Linked DNA regions of Anser cygnoides: region 2 is linked to region 1. The links are chromatin contacts, called in public Hi-C maps. All regions are on one chromosome and are shown on one strand. The core of a region is the stretch at or near the end of the contact, and the rest is flanking DNA. Distances in the headings are between cores, read along the strand shown. Region 1 overlaps PLPP1 (phospholipid phosphatase 1). Region 2 holds the start of SLC38A9 (solute carrier family 38 member 9).

What was found. A called contact is a pair of places that touch in the nucleus more often than the background predicts.
Region 2: a contact with region 1 is called in a Hi-C map of liver, with 11 times the contacts expected there. The contact joins the promoter of SLC38A9 here to the enhancer-like site in region 1. A contact is called at or near these places in 2 of 7 Hi-C or Micro-C datasets (both in liver).

What each region holds. Positions count from the first base shown.
Region 1 is chrZ:72,335,027-72,338,516 of Taihu_goose_T2T_genome, reverse strand. The region is part of intron 1 of PLPP1 (phospholipid phosphatase 1); the gene reads left to right. Among named protein-coding and RNA genes, the nearest start is that of PLPP1, 23 kb to the left of the region's middle. Within about 2 kb of position 1,741, at least 1 of the 3 cell types and tissues checked has open chromatin away from gene starts, as enhancers often do. A contact at or near this core is called in liver, where this site is marked.
Region 2 is chrZ:72,426,868-72,430,357 of Taihu_goose_T2T_genome, reverse strand. SLC38A9 (solute carrier family 38 member 9) reads left to right here and starts at 1,943. Exons shown (of 15, transcript XM_066987986.1): 1 at 1,943-2,098.

The DNA of each region.
Region 1 (3,490 bases), core at 492-2,991:
CAGCTTTGTCAGCAGTACATCTGCTAGTTATGCCAGAATCATTAATAAATTATACACTGCATAGCGCTAGCTCCATGACTTGATCCCTGAGATTACCCTGCCAGTAACCTTTTCCCAACCTCTTAACATACCTGTTGTCATTTTCCCTTTAGGCAATTTCTTCACCCTGCTGCAGTTGACTTGTAAACTTCTACAAGTACACACCAGGGATGCTTTTTGGTATTTTGGTATTGTCATTTGAGAAGTAGTCAGTAGAGAGCCTTTAAGGACTCTTTGCCATCTCTACTTCTTACTTAAGAGACAAGTCCAATTATTTTTTTTACTTTCATGTAAAACTGAGTCCAACTGATTTTTAGTAATTCCCCTCTTTTATTTGCCAGACTCTGCCCTTTGAAATTGTAGCTTGGTTAGGGGGAAATAGATATTTGTAGAAAAAGCAGGGCCTTTCTTTTAACATAGTGTGGCAGTGTGATTGTGCAAGATGTAGGGTTCACCCCCCCTTGCCCCAGTGATCTGCTGTTGAAATTTTTACTACTTTTCCTTGAGAAATAACTTGTAGACTAAGTGGATAAATCTCATGAAATCTCATGTCTAGGTAGGTTTATCCTACAACAGCTCTAAACTTCTGTTAACATTGGTTATCCAACCTTGACACTAATGATAGTCGTGCCATTATGAAGGCAGTATCACTTAACCTTCAGTCATATCTAGTCCTCCTATATGGGAGTTTTCATACTTAGCTTTTGCATCATGGTAGCAATCTTCCTGTTCCTGTCCTCTGAAATGATGATATCTTTCAGGGTTTAAAAAAAAAAGTCTATCACAAATACAGGGCTAACTAGCTTTGTAGTTATTACAGTAAGAGGCTTTGCCTCGTTCAGCCCTTTTGCCAGTTGTGTTGCTTGTTTTTGTGCGTGTATGAAAGCTGAACTGTGTACTTTCTCCCTGTCTTTGTGTTATCTTGGAGGGAGGTGTACTTAAACTGCAGAAGTACTAAAGATATATGTGTGAAAGGATTTCAATCTAAGTGTCAGGCTTGTTTACATGGGATTTGTTTATTTTTTTTTTAAATCAAACTCAGTCATGTAAAACAGAGCAAAACCTTCAGTTACGGTGCATTTTCTTAATGGTTTTGCTTGCCAGAAACAGGTGGTTGTCTCTCTAGTTTGACTTCTCCTTTGCTCTCTTCTCCTTTAAACCAGTTAATAGTGAAACCAATCAATGTGTGTTTAAAAGAAGCAAGTTAAACCTGCTGTCTGGAGCGTGTTTTGAGGGAGTAGCTATAGACCCTGGAGAGTGCTTTACTGGCTCTTGATGTCTTTTTGGTTACTGATTAGCAACTACCTTGGACTGAGCAAATGGTAAATCGCAAATGTAGTTCTGTTGGCTGAAGGTTTTGGTTTGATAGTATTAGATCAATCTGATAAAACTTCCAGTAAGCTGGCTTTTGGAAATTAAAATTTCTGCCCCAGCTTTTAATGGAACATGTCTCCTTTCAGCATTGAGACATGCTTAGAACAAAAAGATAAGTCTGTTGCAATTGTTTCTTTAATCAGTTACAGTTGGAAGAAACTAGAAAAAATACTTTATGAAACTAACTGTATAAAGTTTTTAACAGTATTATGTTACAAAGCTTAGCTCTTTGAATTAACTGTAGGTAAATATCAAACTTTTTAAGACTGTCTCAATGAAATGATGCTTTCTTAAGTGTTACTGGCTTTCTTACTTGAGTGTTACCGGTTATGACTTCTGGAAACTGTTTATGACTCTCATAATTAATGGATATTCTTCCCCATACTAAGTGGCCTTGAGGTGTAGGTGTAGTACTTTCCTCAAAGCTCCATGGAACAGCTCATTCTATATTTTCATACCTACTGCTGGTCTTTCAGTAGTCCACTGCTAGATACAAATGGCTGCATAATACTTCGTATGTTGTCTCGGTAATATTGCTTGAAGGATTATAGTTCACGAAGATCAGAATCCTTCTCTCTTTTAAGCCTGGAGAGAAGTTTTGAGCGCTAGGGTGAAATGCAAGTTCTTCGACCATGCTCTTCATTGCTACTACTCTTTTTTTACACTTTTATTACACTACTCTCTTGGTCTAACAAACTAAAGCAGTGGAACATCAGACAAATGCAGATGCAGCTGAGGCACTCGAGTGATGGAAAGAAGTTATGAAAGAGGGCACTCTAACTTACTTTAGCTGGTTCCTAGTAGCTTAAAATGCAAAGCAAACACAAAGTTTGTTGTTTACTTAACTATTCTGTTTGCATGCTCTTGATGTAGGACAATGTTGCAAGCAATTACAAACTAATTAGAGCATAATCTCAGTACTGCTGAAGAGTGAGCACACATTTCAAACAACTTCTCTTTGCAAGAAAAAAACATTTTAAAAACATAACCTGAGCCCTCTGGAAACTTGCCTCCTTCTCACCCTTGCAAATTTGCAAGGTAGGGGTAGGAGGAAATGGGAATAAGCCGTCTTCATGCCATTAATCATAAAGCAGGTCTTTAAAAGGGATTATACAGAGATACTGACATGATGCCAGTGACAACACCTGACTAGGATAGCAGGGATGTTAGGTTTTGGTAGCTGCCCGGACGTGATCCTGGGCAACCTGCTCTGGGTGTCCCTGCTTTAGCAGGGGTTCGGCTGAATGGACCCAGAGGTTCCTGCCAACCTCAGATCTTCTTGGATTCTGTGATTTGTGTCTTTAGGCTGAACCTAATTTTGTGAGTAACTGTTTTACTGGGGTGATTGGAACTAACAACTTTGAAAGAGTAAATCTGTAAAATAAATAAATAATCAATTTTTCCCTTAAATCTTAAAATCTAAAGTCTTGAATCTTTTTGTTAGCATGTGTGTAGGGCAAAATCATTCCTTGTTCCATCACACTCTTATAGAATAAGTGGTGTTGGAAATGCATCATGGCCTCATGCTGACGAGCAGCACCTTCCCTCATGGCTGCACACTACTTCTGTCTCCTCCCTTGCCCAAGGTAGCTAAACACTAACCTACAGCTGATGTACAGACATGCTGTTGTAACACCACCATGGAGGAAGGCAGAAGCGAGAGCTGGGCTGTGATGTCTTCCAAATCCCTGCTATCTATCCTTACTGTTAGGATCAACGAACAGTAGTGTTTTTTTTTTTTCCCCCGGTAGAAAGGCTGTTCTTGCACCGTACTGCACAGCCCAGCTCCCAGGGCAGTGTGCTGGCTGGTGTCTGAATGGCTCAGTGTTTTGGAGAGGCTCTGGCTTGGCTCTCAGCCCGTCCTGCTGCCCCTTCTCTGCTCCGTTGGTGTGCCTGGATGGCTTCCACCGCCAGATCAGTTGTAGTCCCGCTGGCATGGATCTGGAAATAACTCCTCTTCACAATGACAGGGTTTCTTCTCCTCCCTGGAAGTGGCAGGAAGCTTTGATTTGTATAACTGCAGCAGTACAGAACACGTTTGATTCTGTGTGATGGGCCCTACAACAAGCCCTGAACA
Region 2 (3,490 bases), core at 694-3,193, 92 kb before region 1:
TCTCTCTTTGTCTTACAGATGTATCAAGAGGTACTAAATGAATTTAAGTTCCCATTTTCCTAGACACTACCCAGACATGAAGCAAAAGACATGCTTTGCCCAGAAGGTTATGTGTCACCAGAACAGATAGCCCTAACACAAATACTGCAAGGCAGTTATGGAATGCACTTCTGTAAAGTCAGCTGTTGGCAGCATTTTTTATGAGGGGGCAGGGGAGTCACTACACTTCTCTTAGGCTTGCTTGCTGGCAAATCAATTGTTGCAATAAAACATTTTTCCTAGCATAACTCAATGACTAATTAATGACCAAGAATGCAACCATGTATCTTCTATGGTTATAACTATCTAAGTCTTTCATAGCACAGGACATAGTAGGCAGCCTTGCAAGAGTAAGACTAGCTTCTCGCATGCTGGAAAAGTTACATCTCTGCTTCTGTGTGTTTTAGTTTTATTCACTTCATAGTGCCAGCATGCAGTGTTCGCATTGCATTTCAGACTCAAGTGCATCAGGAGCCTGGACTTCCTGACTCCCTGACCAAAATCTTCAAATATCCAGAAGGTGCATTCTAAGGGTGGCTCAGGTGCAAAAGATGACAGTGAGTTTTCTGCATTACACACAGTAGAAGTTTTGGTCTGACTCAGCTTGCATGCATGCAGCCGAATTTCAGGGCGATGATGGGTGGTGGTAGTCTCTGCTGCCTCATTTCCTCCTGCGGTCTGAAATTCAGATTATGCAGCAGTTTTCTCACAGGAATAGTCCTGCTGCTTAGCCATGCAATCTGTCTTGGGCTGTGCTTGAGGAAGGAGTACAGGCTGGGACTGGTGTCTAGCTTGTTTTGAAATATCTTTCTCACGTGGGGAAGCTATCTCTGCTGTCTTCCTTACATGCAATGCAATTCAGCAGTTTCCCTTACCGTGAGCTATAAAAATCCCTACAGTTTTACTTTAACCAGTGTCTGAACTATGAAAAGGACATATTCCCAACTTGATTTAACTAGGAGCAACAACAACAAAGGGATTTTAAAACAATGATAGCCTCACGTAGGTGTGTTTGATTGCCAAGCATAAAAGGCTCTGGTAAATCCAGGCACAAGGCATCTCTCCTGCAAGACACTTTGATTCCATTTTCCAGAAACCATTGTGTGATTTGCCAATGTAGTTCAGACCTGCCCTATTACGGATCTGCTGTACCACAGTAAATCCCTCATAGTGCAAAATGGTGTTTTGTAGTGGAGAAGCAGCAGAATTATTTCTGTTCCCTGCTCTGGAGGAAAACTGAAGCTCCTGACTCTTTACCCCTTTGCAGCTGGGACAGTTATTTTCTTCCCTTCAGAACAGTGAATTTCTATGAGCACTAGTGCTATATTATATATAACCATTGTGTTTTGAATCAGTATTAAATGTACCTGTCTCTCTGTTTCCTTATTTTCCAACTGATTTAGTGTAGGACTTGTTAGTGTTAGGTCAGAGGCTGGACTTGGTGATCTTGGAGGTCTCTTCCAACCTAGATGATTCGATGGTTCTGTGAATTAAAAGACTACACAAGCTATCAGCCTCCCTATTTTCTTCAAGGTTTCCTCGTTTTTCTCCCAGCTTTGGGACTACCCTAGCAATGGACACCTGACCAATTGTCACTAACAAGTCCAATTCTTTTTTTCAGGGCTGTTTGGTACCTGCACGTGCATCCATACCTCGCTTACCCGAGAAGGCAGCCAGGCGCAGGACACGTTTAGTTACACACAGCACGTGTCCCCAACGGCAGCGGCAGGCCTGCTGCGGGCAGAGGCGCTCGGGTAGCAGCCACGGCGCTGCCTTTGCCCAGGAGGGGCAGCCACGGGGCCGCCACCCCGCAGGGCGCTCGCAGCCGGACCCGGCGCGCTGCTGCCGCTCCCCGGCCGGCACCGCCGCCAGCCGGCGGGGATCTGCCAGCGCCGCCCCGCTGCCGGCACCGCCCCGCTCCCTCCTCCCGGCCGCGCTCGGGCGGCTCCGCCGCGGGCCCGCCTGCGGAACTGCGCGGCCCGGCACGCCGGGAGGCTCAGCCCGCCTCCGGCCCGGCCCGGCCCGGCCCGCTGCCCGCCGCGGAGCGCCGCCGCCGCAGGTAGGGGAGCGGCGCCGAGCCGGGGCCGTCGGGAGAGCGGGAGCGGCGGGTGCCGGCCGGCCGAGAGCCGCGGCCCGGCGTGCCCGGTGTGCCGGGAGGAGGGCGGGCGGCGTGGGGGTCGCGGGGGAGCCGCCCGGCCGCGGCCCGGCTCCAGCGCGAAGCCCGCGGAGGAGAAACGTAACCGAGCAGCGGGCGTTGTGGTGGGCATGGAGGCCTCTGGGGGGATTCGTAAATCCTGGAAAAGCTTAAATCAGCCCTAACGAGCCCGTGGGCCCCCGTCCCTTTTAAAGGGTGGTGGGAAAAACGTAGATCAAGGACGAAGGCGCTAACGTTGTTTGCATTCCTATACCTGTGTCTTTAGAATTCACGCAAACACCTATATGCAAGTAACAAAGGCTTTAATTGTTGAAGACAAGTTATCGTTCCATTTCTTTTTAATTTTACGTAGGTATCATCTGTCAGTGGTTCTGCCCAAGGTACGCAGGAGGTCAACAACAGTACAGTTTGTATCGACAAGAGTGCTTTTTACCAAAGCAGTTATTAATTTACACTTGTTATGCATTTTAATCATCTTCAACCAATACAGATCTAGGAGAGTATGGACAAGCTAACTTGTGGCAAGCTGTGCCAGTTTTAAGGGGCTCTGAGTGTATGCTAATAGTCTTAGAAGCAGTATAGCATTCTTCAGTCCCTTTCAAGCTAGGGCCTATTGCCCCAGAAAAGGAACCAAGAAACTCTTCTGTATAACTTTGAAGTTCCTGTTTTTCGCTGTACAACGTGCTTATTTCTCACAGTTTCTATGTGCATAGCCTGCAGTTTACTTTAGATTTGTGCCATGACCTTTATTCATCCATTCATCAGTTCAGAATTTAAGAGAAGACCATGTCACGCCAAGTAGAACTTTTAAAAGTCATTTTCCTTATTTGAAGTAAATACTTGTATTAGTGGATTGTAGTATTTAAATCATGATTGTGAGGTGGGGTTATAAGAGTAATGGCTTTAAATAAGCATGAAACAGGTTAACTTGTCACAGTTTGATTTGTGAAATCTAGTTGTCAGGGAGCTATACTTAAAGGAACCACTAGATATCTCAAAGCAAAGGAAACTACTGCTGTGCATAACCATAAGAACAGTTTTTGGTGGCAAAATTGCTTCTGTAAGGCTTTAGTTGTAATTAAGCAAGTTAAAAAATAACAAGTTAAAGTTGATTTAAGTCTCTGATAATTTAAGATGCATGACTTCCAAATTAAGAATTAAGGCTTTGTTTGTGATGGCTTGTCCATTGGGTCTCCTTTCTACACAAAGAAACTGTTGCAGAACCAGTGCTAGCATCTGTGTAGCAACTTCACCTTTATTGACGTGGAGCTGTTGGATAAATAGCTCTCAGAGCTG